Linked DNA regions of Mus musculus: region 2 is linked to region 1. Evidence: chromatin contacts called from public promoter capture Hi-C data. All regions are on one chromosome and are shown on one strand. Each heading gives the region's core, a stretch centred on a gene start, on an enhancer-like site or on the middle of the called end of the contact. The rest is flanking DNA. Distances are from core to core; before and after follow the strand shown. Region 1 holds the start of Kmo (kynurenine 3-monooxygenase (kynurenine 3-hydroxylase)). Region 2 overlaps Cep170 (centrosomal protein 170).

What was found. Promoter capture Hi-C pulls out the DNA fragments that hold promoters and counts their contacts.
Region 2: a contact with region 1 is called in a promoter capture Hi-C map of liver, with 2.2 times the contacts expected there. The contact joins the enhancer-like site here to the promoter of Kmo in region 1. A contact is called at or near these places in 5 of 39 promoter capture datasets (the 3T3-L1 cell line, the C10 cell line, hippocampal neurons and 1 more) and 2 of 115 datasets of contacts at active chromatin or transcription factors (astrocytes and large pre-B cells).

The regions. Positions count from the first base shown.
Region 1 is chr1:175,629,805-175,636,854 of GRCm38.p6, forward strand. It overlaps Kmo (kynurenine 3-monooxygenase (kynurenine 3-hydroxylase)), which reads left to right and starts at 2,389. Exons shown (of 15, transcript NM_133809.1): 1 at 2,389-2,469. The coding sequence starts at 2,416.
Region 2 is chr1:176,729,346-176,736,395 of GRCm38.p6, forward strand. Cep170 (centrosomal protein 170) reads right to left here. Exons shown (of 20, transcript NM_001099637.2): 20 at 4,308-6,636. The coding sequence ends at 6,335. Among named protein-coding and RNA genes, the nearest start is that of Gm26104, 32 kb to the left of the region's middle. Within about 2 kb of position 3,701, at least 51 of the 459 cell types and tissues checked have an H3K27ac peak or open chromatin away from gene starts, as enhancers often do.

The DNA of each region.
Region 1 (7,050 bases), core at 1,139-3,638:
AACAGGATGGATGCGTTCATAAGATTAGCAGTCTGACACAGTAAACATCAAATAATATAAAGGAATAGAGCGGGGATAAGCCTTTTGTCTTAGAGTTTTACTGCTGTGAACAGACACCATGACCAAGGCAAGTCTTATAAGTACAAAATTTAATTGAGGCTGGCTTACAGGTTCAGAGGTTCAGTCTATTATCATCAAGGCAGGAACATGACAGCATCCAGGCAGGCATGATGCAGGAAGAGCTGAGAGTTCTACATCTTCATCTGAAAGCTGCTAAAGTCTTCCAGGCAGCTAGGATGAGGGTCTCAAAGCCCACACCCACCGTGACACACCTACTCCAACAAGGCTACACCTCCTAATAGTGCCACTCGCTGGACCAGCATCACACTTTTAAACCAATAAATTCAAGAAAGGGTCATTGGAGCTGGAGAGATGGTTCAGTGGTTAAGCGCACATGCTGCTCTTGCAAAGGACCCAGTTTGGTTCCCAGCACCTGTGCAGTGACTTACAACCAGCTGTGGTTCTGGCTCCAGGGGATCCTACGCTATCTTCAGGACTCTGAAGATACATGTGCTGACATATGAATGCTCTCACACAGCTCGCTACACATAGTTTTATAATACAGAAGCATCTTTTTTAAAAAGAGAAGTGAATTCCAGCAATCCAGCAGATATGAGCTAACCAGAGCAAAGTCTGTTAACAAGAAATGTTGAACCACCAGGGGCAAAGGCAAGAGATAAGAATCTTCCAAGGACGTTCCATCCCACGTAGCAGAAATACATCAAGGTTTCAGAACAGTGGGAACACTGGGAAAATAGAAATATGACCACGAAGCTGGAGCTACAGGACAAAATCCAGATGGATCTTAAGAAGCACAAAGCTGAGGAAGAAGTCATTTATGAGACAAAACATGGCTTGAAGAAATAGCCCATGGTAACTAGAATGCTCGCTTAGCATGTGTGAGGCCTGAGGCAGCAGACTACTGGAAAGCTGGTGCTATTTTCTTTCTTGGACTCTGTGAAAGGCACACGCTGTGCTGGAAACTATTGTACTGTACATTTATTCTTAAGTACTTTACTTGCATGTGCAATACTCCTTCATTTTTAAAAAGCTTCTAAAAAGACACGTTTTTCTCTATATTGATACTGAAGTAAATTGAAAGAAAAATTAGGGTGGAAAGGGGTGTGAAATCTGCTAACATTTATATTGAAAAGGACGGGAATGAAGAGGAAGAGAGAAAATGAGGCCAAGAGGGAAAGCAAGGAAGGTAGAAAGAAGGGAAGGGAAGGGATGGAGAAAGGAAGACAGGAAGGAGGGAGAGAAAGCTTCAGGGACCTTGGAGAGGAACCAGGAATTAGCACAGCAAACCACTGCAAGATGCTTGTCTCTGGACAAGAGAGATAGGCTCCTAAAGAGACAGAATCTACAATATTACCCTTCTTTGTATGCCCTTGCCAAATCTTTAACTTCATTCTGTGTGATATATAGCATACTATAATGACTCAGCCTTTTTCTAGCACGTCTAACATACTCTCCTACAGGGGCACTATCGGGTGGTGTTTCCTTCCAGTCCCTACCCAAAGAAATGCCATTTGTGTTCTCATCAGAAATTGGAAAAACCAATAAATCTTCATTGATGCTCTTATTTTATTTTAATCACAATACGATCTAGAAAAGAAGCACAACTCACGAATAGGCCCCCAAACCAAGCACTATACGTTTCAAATGAAGTAGAGATGTCAAAGTGATGAGACACCCTCAAACCACACATTTGAGTAGAGATGCAGGGTGTTCACCATCTTGCCCATGGCAAAGCATGAGCTAGATTCTAAAGTCCTAGGCAAGAAAAAAACAAACAAAGCAAAACTCTGGTCAGTCTAGTTACACCTCTAGAAATCCTACTCAGGAGATTATTATGACAGCAGAGAATGTTTCCCAGCAGAGACAGTTAAGGCAACAAGCCCACAAAGTCCTTTCAGGTCAAATTCGTGGTTGTTCTCAGTAACAGCAGGAATTAGCTATGAATTCAGGTCATCTCCCTCTGAGAAAGGGAAGACGCTTCAGAACCCCAGATAACACAAGTTTCATTCAAAGCCACATTTCGAATGAAAACGAAACTGACACACACCACAGAAGGAGAAGAAGAAAAGCCCCGAGGATGCTATTTAAACAGAAAAGGTGTCTCATATGAGACTGGGTTTTTGAAATTTTGGTTATCGCGGTGAATTGTCTCCGAGAGCCAAGCTGATTAGACTTTGAGCTTCTAGTGAGTTAAACACTTATCAGAGGAAGTGAGCTTTGACCAAACCTTGCTTCTGGCTCACAAAGGCTCTGGACTTCTGGCAATAAAAAGATCGCAAAACATCAGCATGTAGGACAGAGAGTTCCGACCTGAACAGAGGTGTTCTGGAAGCTATGGCATCGTCTGATACTCAGGGGAAAAGAGTGGCTGTTATTGGCGGTGGTTTGGTGAGACTGCCCAGGCGTTTACTGCTCTTTGGGCATTTATTTTTATTATTATTATCTCACTAATGATTTTTTTATTGTGTGTGGGTTGTTGATTCTGATAGTTAAACCTTTTAAGGTTTAAATATATTTGCTATAAATATGGTATTGCTTTTCACTACAGTTATTAATACACACTGATCGCTGACATTTCTATGAATACCATGTCCAGTACTGATTATGTCTCTCTACCCTTCCACACTCTTCCGTCTCCCACATCTCCTCAGTCTCTCTTAAAATTTTAGGTCTTCTTTCTTCTTCTTCTCTCCCTCTCTTACCTCTCCCCACCCCATGTATGTGTGTGTGTGTGTGTGTGTGTGTGTGTGTGCGCGCGCGCGCGCGCGCGCGAGTAATTTCCATACGTGACAGAAAATATGCAGAACTTGTCTTATGTATTTATATCTCACTTATCCCAATGTCCTCCAAATCCACTCATTCTTACTGAGATGACCTAAGACACATTTTTGTTTTTAAATAACAGGATTTCATTCTTCTTTACCGCCAAACACTACTCCATTGTGTGTGTGTGTACCATATTTTCTTCATTCGTTCATTCACCAGCAGCCATCACGGCAATAAATATGGGTAACAGCATTTGTTTTAAATTATTCCTTCCAGGAACTGTATTTGATATCCACTAAATACACGAGTGTCTATTTTATCATTTTGATTTAGCATCCCCTAAAAGACAAAACAGATTTCACTTTATTTTGCTTCCAAACATGACTTTTCTTTAAAACAGGAATGTATCTCAGGTCATTATAATAAAAAAGTTTTGTCCCACTCTGGTTAATAAGCCCAGTACTCTCTACTCAGAAGAAAAGGGTCAAGACACATGAAATTAAAAAACAAAAACAAAAACAAAAACAAACAAACAAAAAAACCCTATTAGATACTCACTAGCTATTCTGATAAGTGGGAAGTAACACACTTGCCCACCCAAATTACTTGGCTGCTCCATTGACAGGGTAGTGAGTGGGTCCCTTACTTCTTATGCGAGCAGGTAAGGTCACAAGGCTGTCACTCAGACCTAGCAAGAGGTGAGATGGTATTGAGAGGAGTGTGTATGTGTGTCGTATTTTCTTAGCCAAAGCTAGCTCCCTTAAAACAAGCAAGTAAGCAAATAACAAAAGCGTACATTTTTTTCTCTCAATAGAACTTCAGTATTCTAAAACTGGTTCCAATTAATTGAAATCATCACAGATGCTCTTTAAAATTAAGAAGAGAACCTCTCTACAATCCGGTCACACCGCTTCTCGGGAAAATGAATATAGCAGATCCTTTATTATTATCTGATTCTAGAGAAGCAGGTATGGTTGCCCACATCTGTAATGCTAGCACTCAGCAGGACAGGGTAGTGGAGTGAGGTTGAAGTTTACCTGGAATACACAGTAAGAGCCTAAGAGCCCATGTCTCAGCAAGGCCAAGCAAAACAGAGCACTCAGGAAGAGCATCGTGTACTGTGGGTGTCAGGCCTCAGGCCAGCCTTTGCCCTAACTCTCTCCTATCAAATTATTGAACAAAATGAGAATGTATGCATTGCTACCTGTATTGTTTAAGGTACTATGGATAAAGGAGTGAGCCTTCTGGGGAGGAGAAGGGCAATGGAGGAGGAAACAAGAGAGGGGAGTCAGCAGTGAGCTATCAGAGCAACCCAAACACAGCATTGCTACGAGAGGACAAGAGGATCTTGGCAGTTTCTGTTTGTAGGCCAGTCAAGGACAGCCCTCCGATGGAGGGATGGGACCCACCACCTCCACTGGATGGGAAACAGACTTGGTCAGAGCCTATAACATCTTAGAACATCAGGGAAGAAGAGTGGATTTTGTTCAAAGTTGTGTTATGCTTAAAGGCCTTGGGGGAGGGGGGTGGATTTTAGTAAGAAGGAAGACTATGATTTTGAAAGATCCTACATGCTGGGCATGGTAGTGTACGCTGGTAATCACATCACCGGGATCCTACGTGCTGGGCATGGTAGTGTACGCTGGTAATCACATCACCGGGATCCTACGTGCTGGGCATGGTAGTGTATGCTGGTAATCACATCACCGGGATCCTACGTGCTGGGCATGGTAGTGTATGCTGGTAATCACATCACCGGGATCCTACGTGCTGGGCATGGTAGTGTATGCTGGTAATCACATCACCGGGAGGCTGAGGACGGATGGAAGTTCCAGACAAGTCTGGGCTTTATAACAAGTCTCTGTCTACAAACAAACAAACAAACAAACATCCTCAGGCTTTTTATAGAGAACATCTAGAGAAATTGGGGAGAGCCAAGACACTGGCTCTAGAAAGCTGCTGTACATCCATGCTACTCAAGAGTAGCAGCAATGATGGAAGGGAACAAATCTACCTGATTTTAGAAGATGCAAAAGTCTGTCCATTTTCCATAGATTTCTCCCCAAATAACACTCAAACAGTACTTTCACAGTGGAGTTGTTTCCTACACGTGCCCTGAAGCTGCTCAGCTTTCCTTACTGCAAATTTTTTTTTCCCCCGACGGCGGATTTCAAATTCAAAAATGCTGAAAAGTTGGTTTCAAGTGTTATTGCTGCTCAGCAACCTTTCAGAGATCTTTCTACCCAGGAGCCAATGCTAACTCATCATAGAGAGCAAGTACACCCCAGAGGCACAGGAGTGTCCGCTGCCACCCAGAGGCTCAGCAAACCCTACTTTCCACAGTTTCCCTCCTCTTGGGCTAAAGCTAGATCCTGAGTGTTTGATCTCAACTCTTCTGCCTTTTTTGCATTTTTCACACAGAGATCTCTACATTATTCTCCACCTGGATGTTCCTAACACCCAAATCAGGAACTCCCACTTTCCCTGAAGGAAACATTTTGACCCATAAAACCCCACAAAACTCATGCAATCTCAGGTCTTTACAGTGTGTCATTTGGGCCAAGTGTATAGTTTCTGTAAATATTCCTGATATATACATGGAGAGGACTTACTGTTTGTCTTCCTTGGTGCTCTGATTTTATTAATACTAAAGTAAATCTCAATTCAGTTTTTGCTGACATTTTAAATCACTGTTTGCAAATGAATGAATTTCTTTTGTGATGTTTTCATAGTATGATAGTATGTATTTCATTATGCTTCCTTCTCATTCCTCCTTCAGATAGTGAGTGCCCTCCCTGTCCTCCCTCATATATATATACCATTACCCTGCTGGGTCCCCTCCCCCTTTAGACTTCTTCCTCCCCTCTCAAGTTGCTTTCCTCCTTTAATCGCCACCATGTTTAAATCTGCATTTCATATATGAGAGGAAGCATGCTGTTTGTCTTCATGATTCTGCTTACTCCACCTGATACAATCACCTCCGATGCCACCTACTTTCCTATAAATGTTATCACTTCACTGTTTTCCAGCTAAATAAAACTCCGTTGTGTAGATGTACCTCATTTTCTTTTTCTTCTTGTAGTTACTCTCTCTTCACCCTTTCTAATTGCCCTCCCTCCTCCCTCCTCCCTCCTCCCTCCTCCCTCCTCCCTCCTCCCTCCTCCCTCCTCCCTCCTCCCTCCTCCCTCCTCCCTCCTCCCTCCTCCCTCCTCCCTCCTCCCTCCTCCCTCCTCCCTCCTCCCTTTCAGTTTGGTTTTGTAACCCATTTAGTCCAGGTCCTCTGTGTGCCCGTCCATTTTGCTTCCCACTCTTTCTGCCCTGAGATTTCTCCCTGTCATTCCATCCCGAGGACATCCTAACAGCACGTGGTATGGACTCTGGTGGGCTGTGGAAGTCTGTCTTCCTTTGTTCAGGAGATCAAGGGACACGTTGATGTTTCTGTGAACCCTCCTCCATCTTTTAAGGTTTTACATGGGCTTGGTTTCATCAAAGAAGTTTTAACTCTATGCCTTCTGCCTATATCTCTCTAACAGTCTTAGTGGGTTTTTTGAAGTACTTCACAGGACCCAGTCTTGCCTACATGTAAAACACGTATCCTACACAGGTCATCTGTTACCTGCTTACTATTAGGCCCTTGGTGCAGTGCTTTAAAACATGTGCAGCGTTAGTTCCTAAATGTCCACATCTCTGTGGGAGGGCGCCCTCACCAAGTCGTCCTTACTGTGCCCAGGCGTCTAATCCTGCCCAGTTTCTTCCTTCCTTCATTCTCTCCCTGTGGTCAGGAATCCAGTTGTGCCTTAAGAGAGCTGTGGGAGGCTTGGAATGGCTTACACATTATATTTCCATGTTATCTTCTTGTCTTCTTAGCCACTTTGCCACCTAACAGTGGAAGATGACACTGACAGTCTTTCCAAATTATGCACTTTCTACAGCAGCTGAGAGGAGATACGTTCAAGGTGCAAAGCCTGCATCCCAAGCCATAGGACCAGCTCTGGCAGCGGAATACATAGTCTGTGTTTCCATTTAGCTTCATTTGAGCCTCAATTACATGAGTTACATTTGTAACTCACTCTTTGTTTATATTATTGCTAAAAAGTTCATGTTGTTGCATTTCCTTGCATAAATATTCTAGAACTTAATCATCCATTCCTTTGTAATCATCATTTAGAATGCTTAAAGAATAAGTTCTTTTTAATTGGATGA
Region 2 (7,050 bases), core at 2,451-4,950, 1.1 Mb after region 1:
TACCCTGCCTAAGGAAAAAAAAAGTTAAGTGGATTTTAAAAACTATAATCTAACAGAAAATGTGGTACATTTACACAATGGAGTACTACTTAGCTATTAAAAACAATAAATTTATGAAATTCTTAGGCAAATGGATGGATCTGGAGGGTATCATCCTGTGAGGTAACCCAATCACAAAAAACCTCACATGATATGCACTCACTGATAAGTGGATATTAGCCCAGAAACTTAGAATACCCAAGATACAATTTGCAAAACACATGAAACTCAAGAAGAAGGAAGACCATAGATACTTCTATCCATCTTAGAAGGGCAGAACAAGACACCCATGGAGGGAGTTACAGAGAAAAAGTTTGGATCTGAGACAGAAGGAAGGACCATCCAGAGACTGCCCCACCTGGGGATCCATCCCATAAACAGCCACCAAACCCAGACACTATTGCATATGCCAGCAAGATTTTGCTGACAGGATCCTGATATAGCTGTCTCTTGTGAGGCTATGCCAGTGCCTGGCAAATACAGAAGTGGATGCTCACAGTCATCTATTGGATGGAACACAGGGCCCCCAGTGGAGGAGCTAGAGAAAGTACCCAAGGTGATAAAGGGGTCTGCAACCCTATAGGTTCCTCTTTTATATTTTATTTCCTTTTTTATATTTTTCCAATCTCCTATCTGTGCTCAGTGGCTACTGGCTTCAAGTTTCCTAGAATTATATGAGCTAGGTCCTGTTCTCTGCTGGGTCAGCTTCTTTCTGCATGTTCTTAAACTGATACCACCACATATGTCTGTAGCTGGCTTATTCCTTCCCATTGCTGAACAGAACTTCATTCTATGACTGTGTAATTGCTTCTTTGTTGGTGAACACGGATTACATTTCTAGGTTCTGGCTATTATAAATACTATTCCTATAAGCACTGTGTATGCCTTTTCATGGATGAGAGATTCCTCTTGCAAAGTAAATGACTGCATTGTAGGACAAACTACAATTTTAAAAGGAATTTATACACTATTTTCTGATACCATGGTACCATCTTTGTCTTAAAAAAAAAACCCTCCTCCTGTTATACGTTATGAAGGTTTTGTTGTTTGTTGTTTATTTTCTCTGTGTAGCCCTGGTTGTCTGAAACTCACATTGTAGATCAGGCTGATCTCAAACTCACAGAGATTCTCCTACCTTTGCCTCTGGTGTGTGCCATGATAACTGGGCACATTATGAAGTTTTGCAGGGTAACTCAATGTCAATTGGTGTTTTTCTTAAGAGACTCAGTATACAATCATGGACTGGCAATGGAGCACAGATATGGCAGTTCACCCATGCATCCTGTGGCCAACTCAAGTCTGAGGAACTGGACTGAGTGCAGTGGGACTTCTTTTGGTTACCGAGGAGGCTCTACTCAAGAAGGAAGTAGGCAAAGTCAAAGCTCTGGAGACTTGGGGGTGGGGCATAGAAGCTGTAAACAAAACGATGTAACAGTGTTTGTATTAATCTCATTCAAAACTTTTTTTTTTTTTCAATGAAAATCTATTGCCACTACCCTGAGTATTGTAAAGTGACACTGGAACCCCTATGCTATTTGTATCTGCAAGAAGCACTGGCATTAATTCCTCCTCCTCCCACCTCCAAGTAGTTTTAGCTGCATCTCACCTAGTCCCAAGGGATAGTTCCTCTTAATTCACCTTGTCCAGGGATATGTGGGAAATGCTGCAAGCACATTTCTGGTGACAGCCTTGATCCAGGGCTACCAGTTTTCTGTCACAGTTCTGGCTTTCACTTTTAAAACAAGAGGTAGTTCCTCCACAGACAGAGCTCTCACCATTCAGCTCTGTAGGACTCAACATTCAGCTCTGTAGGAGCTGGTTCACTCTTTCATCTGTTTATAAGAAACAGCAGGATTTCCGGCTTCTGTTCCAAAAGAAGGACTTTTTCTGGGGCTGGGGCTGTGGCATGTAAGGGTGGTTGAGTATTGGGTCAGCTTGCTCAAGTTTAGCAGCTCTTTAAGTTGAAAACTAGTGGTGGGTGACCATGAACAATCTGAATACATAAGTCAAATCCTAATTGGACTACTGGGGAAACTTATCCTCTCTCTCTCTTTCTTCTTCTTTTTTTTTTATGTTTTTTTGTTTTGTTTTGTTTTGTTTTTGTTTTTGTTTTTTTCAAGACAGGGTTTCTCTGAATAGCCCTGGCTGTCCTGGAACTCACTTTGCAGACCAGGCTGGCCTCGAACTCAGAAATCTGCCTGCCTCTGCCTCCCGAGTGCTGGGATTAAAGGCGTGCACCACCACCGTCTGGCAAAACTTATTCTCTTATTGCAGGTTCCTTCATCTCTAACAGAGAAACTCAAGAGTCGTGGGGATAATGCAGCTAACACTCTTGGTAAACTGCCCAACAGGGCCGTACTCTTTTCTACATTTGTGCCTCAACTACCTCAAATATGAAGCAGTTGAATTAAATGTAATATCTGCCAATTCTAGATCTAATACTACATACCTTAAAACTACAAACGTCCATCCACTTCAGAATAGGACTTTGCAATAGCTTGAACAGTATGGTGAAACTAAGAAGATTTCAGGGAACAAATGTTTACTGCATGTTTCCGTATGCATATGAGCAATGCAGAGCAGTGAACATTCCAACAAGCAATGGCTCCAGGTGGCAACATCAGCTACATATAGGCATCAGCAAGGGACTGGCTTTATGGTTTGGGAAACTGCATTTGGAAGGGAGGGGGGGGGGGAGAAGTGATTTAGCTCGGCTCAGGGAACTTAAACAAAACTTTGAATATACAGCTATGAGGCTCAGATATTCCTTCTAGATTCCTGTTGTACTGGCCACTCTCACATTCAAATAACATAAAGGTTTCCCAAACTTAGACATGTTGTGGACTATTTCCTGGAGATCTGTAATTTGCATGCAACTACAGGTCCAACAGAGTATCTCAGACATGGGTGGTACCACCACAGCTCTGGGGAGCCTCTGACCGTGTTTAAGACCTAACTGGACTGTGGCATAGCAGGTGTCAGTGAATCAAGAGCACACAGGAAAGCAAACAGGGAAGAGAAGGGCTACAAAGTTCCTACAACCTGATGAGAATGAAAATGAATCAAAAGGAATCTGAGCATACAGAGCAGTGTGTATTCCCTTTAAGATCAGCCAAGGGGCAACAGGAGTATGACTTATGGTACTAGAGGAAAATGGGCTTTTCACCCTCTCAGTGTAGGATCAAGGACCGTTTACTTCTGATGAGTATACTGCTTAGTATGTTAAGACAGTAGCTACAGAATGGATTAGGTCTGGGCAAAACTGAATCTGATGGGTTAGGCGACTTCAGTGAGTTTATATATAAGAACCTTGCAGTGTTTTTGAAGCATTATTTCATAGTCCCTTGAACTACAAGAACCTTAGATAAGATGAAGCTCTCATTTTATAGATCAGAGTTGAAGGACCACATTCACAGGAATAGGTCTGGATCTCAAAACATTCAACTGAAATCCCTCAAGAGTTGTTCCTGCCAGAGACACAGCAAACAGGTCCAAGGACAAGAAGGAAGTTAGAGGATGCAGAAGCTGAACAGGATGTCTACCCTGGAAAAGACAAGGCCAAGGACACAAAGGAAGTTCAATGGCACAGAAGTATGGCGTTCTACCCAGGAAACACCTGCAGTGACGTAAGAGAAGTACATACACATGTGTCATATGAAGAGGGGAAATGAAAGTATACAAGACACTTGCTATGGTATCAAAGAAGGAAGTTTTGTGAAGATGTAGGTAGGGTCTGAGGAATGGCAGGGCTGTGGGTAAACAGTGCAGGGTGGAAGAGCAGGCAGAAATTATACTGAGAAGCAGCATGTAACAGGGTTAGAATATGGAAAGCCACACAATCAAGCTGTGAAATTCTTGCTATTGATTAATAACGGAGACATTCAAGACTCTTGAGACCCACTGAGAATGAAAAAAAGTCTAAATTGATATTTTTTAAATTGAAGATGTTCAAGATATTTAAACTTCTCCTTTGTTTCCCCGATATACTACTGTCAGAAAGCTTTTGGATGACTCAAGGCTGACTACAAATAACTTGTGTGTGTGTTTGTGTGCATGCATGTGTGTGCTTGTATGTGCACATGCACACATCCATGAACATATGTTACACTAGAGTATTAAGCTATTGTATTACATTTGTTAGTAATCCATTAAGAATACTGTTTTGGATGATCATATAGTTATTAAAACTGGAAGGTTCCTTTATAAAAAGTTGTTTGGTAAATTTATAAATGAAAATATATCACATGGTAAAAGACATGAAATCTATGATCATTGCATAAAGTTCCAGAAACACTTTATTTAAAAATGGAGTTGTAAATGCATAACAAAATAAAGTAATAAATGTAACAAAAATAAATAAGGAGAATGTATTCATATAAAATAAAAATAACATAGTAAAAGGCCAAATGTTTATAATTGAACAAAACTGTGTAAACAAACAATAACGTAAGTAGATAATTTAATACCTTCTTAGACTCCTTATCTTGTATTCTTCATGTAGATAGACTCAGTACCAAACGTTAACTAAAGGGGGGAACAATCATGATTATTATGCATAACTTTTTCTTGAAATGGACTGACCCTGCTTCGATGTTTTGTTTGTTCCTTCAAAGCATCTCACTTCCCTTTTACATTTGTTAAAATCCTTTTGAAGTTTTACTTCATGAGAGCTGTGAATTTAGCTTTACAAGGAGAACAAATCCTTTTCTGTTTTTTAATTTAAAGAAAAATATGAGATCCATTACACAGCAGACTTATGTTTTACATCTTACAAAAACATTTTGCATTTTTATTAACTGATCCAACATCATAGGATTTCTTAGATCCTAAAAAAAAAAAAACCTTGAAGAGCAGTTACCTTTTCCTTAAAACAAATGTAGCGTAGGTTATTGCTAAGATATCAAAGACCACATCACAAAGCTGCAGTTTACTCTTTATAGACTTAGAGCCTTTGAGTAAATCCAGGCCTATTAATATATTTAAAAGAATTAAGATTCACCCAAATTATAGTGTTCTGGAAACACAAAAATAATTCCTTTATTTAAAAACTTATTGAAATGTGAGCTTACTGGAAAGAAAACAAAACAGTAACAAAAACCAAGTTTAGAGAAGATATTTTTCACAGGCTTTCTTTTTAGTAGCGATAAGCCCAAAGCCTTAGTCGTTGTTGCTGTCTTGCAGGGTCCTTACAAATGTGTAAGACTGACAAAGGGTTACTATGGACCTACAGGGAAACACAGAAGCAATTCAATGACTGGGAGTGCAACTATCAACTACTCTCACAACTACTGATCTTCACGTCTCCTAATGAAGAAAAATTAACCTCATGATCATTTGAGGGGCATTTCTGTAACATAAAAACTTGGTAACACAGGACAAATATACATGTTCTTAATTTTAAAAATATACTCCACCTAAACTATCTGTCAAATTTAACCTTCCTAGCAATTTAATCTAAAAGGAGAGACAAAATCGTATTTCCTTAAAAAGAAAAACAGAAGAAAAGAAAAAAAGGAAAAAAAGAAAAGTGCCAAATAGCTTTGTATGAAAAGTGGAGTAAAACACTGTGGGGTTAAAACAATACAGTATTGTCAACTTCCTATGTACAAATGTCAGTCCTTAGTGATATATGCATACGCCCATCTATCACTCCCAGTAAATCTTAGTGCAAACATAATAATTAATTTCCATAAACCCCAAGACAAGTTACTTAGCAACAGTTATAAATCACACTATGTTGGAAAGTCTTAGAACGCAGGACGGCTGCTGTGGAGGGTCTGCTTCACTCTACAGAGCAGGGCGGCGCTGTGTCCAGTGACTGTGAGGAATAATATAAACCCTAGTATTAAGAAGCAAATTGAAAGGTTTAACAATCTGTACAGCGGGTGCCAAAGTTCATCTCAGGGGGCAGCTTGGCACAGGAGACACAGGGGCTCAGAAATGTGGATATTTTAGTTTGTTTGTAGGTCACAGCATGGCTTAAAACAAACAAACAACAACAAAAAAAAACTATGAAGGGAAAGGATGAAATGATATGATTTCATCTGAAAATCACAGAACCACAAAAGGCGAAGCCGATATAAGCTGCCTCTGCTGAGTGTGCTTCAAGTGGCTGTCTGAGTGGTTTGAAAAGACTGGTGTGACACATTAGAAGTAAAAATAAATAAATAAATCAAGAAGACAAAGATAACAAGATTGTTGCTGACCAAGCTCTCTTGTTTTGTATGTCAACATTATGCTGCTTCCAATGCCCCTACTTACTCCATGGGTAATGTCTCTAACAAATAAGGAAACGTCATTCGTGTACTGTAACATCCTCCTCTTCCCCATCAGGGTTGAACCTATTGAAATGGATACTGAAATCAGCCTCAGATTCAGCATTCTCAAACTCAGTGGAGGCTGCTGCTGCCACTCCCGCAGCAGCAGGGTGTAGGGCTCTAGTTTCTGGTGGGCAAAGTGCTGGCGTCTGACTAGGGCTGCTGTGGTTATTAACAGGGCTGGACTTCTGTTTTGGTGGAGATGGCAGGATAGCATTGGGAAATCCCATGTTGTTAAGAGCCTCCAAAGTCCCATCTGGGTCAATCATGGCATTTATCACTAAAGGAAACAAAAAATAAAGAGAGGTAATTCTGTTTTTAGCAAGATGCAGATATGAATACTTCTTATCATTAATAGAGACTTTAGCTAAAGTAAGCTAGTAACCTCTAGTTAAGTGAGCTAGATCTAACATAACCTGGTTCAGTAACCAGTGGTTAAGTCTACATTGTAGACTATACATATCTGAGTGCTTCTCCTAGGACTCTGCAGTCCATACAGACACTTTAGGTGACTGCAAACAGTGCATGGAAGGGAAAAAGCCAAGAGCTTTCTAAACTTGCTTTTACCATCATAGAGGATTACTAAAAATACTGGTTATGTTTTCAACATCCAGATTTTTATCAAATACAAATATCAACAATTGTTCATTATCTCTATGCCAGTTGTGGCGGCCTCAGAGGTGGAGGAGGAGGA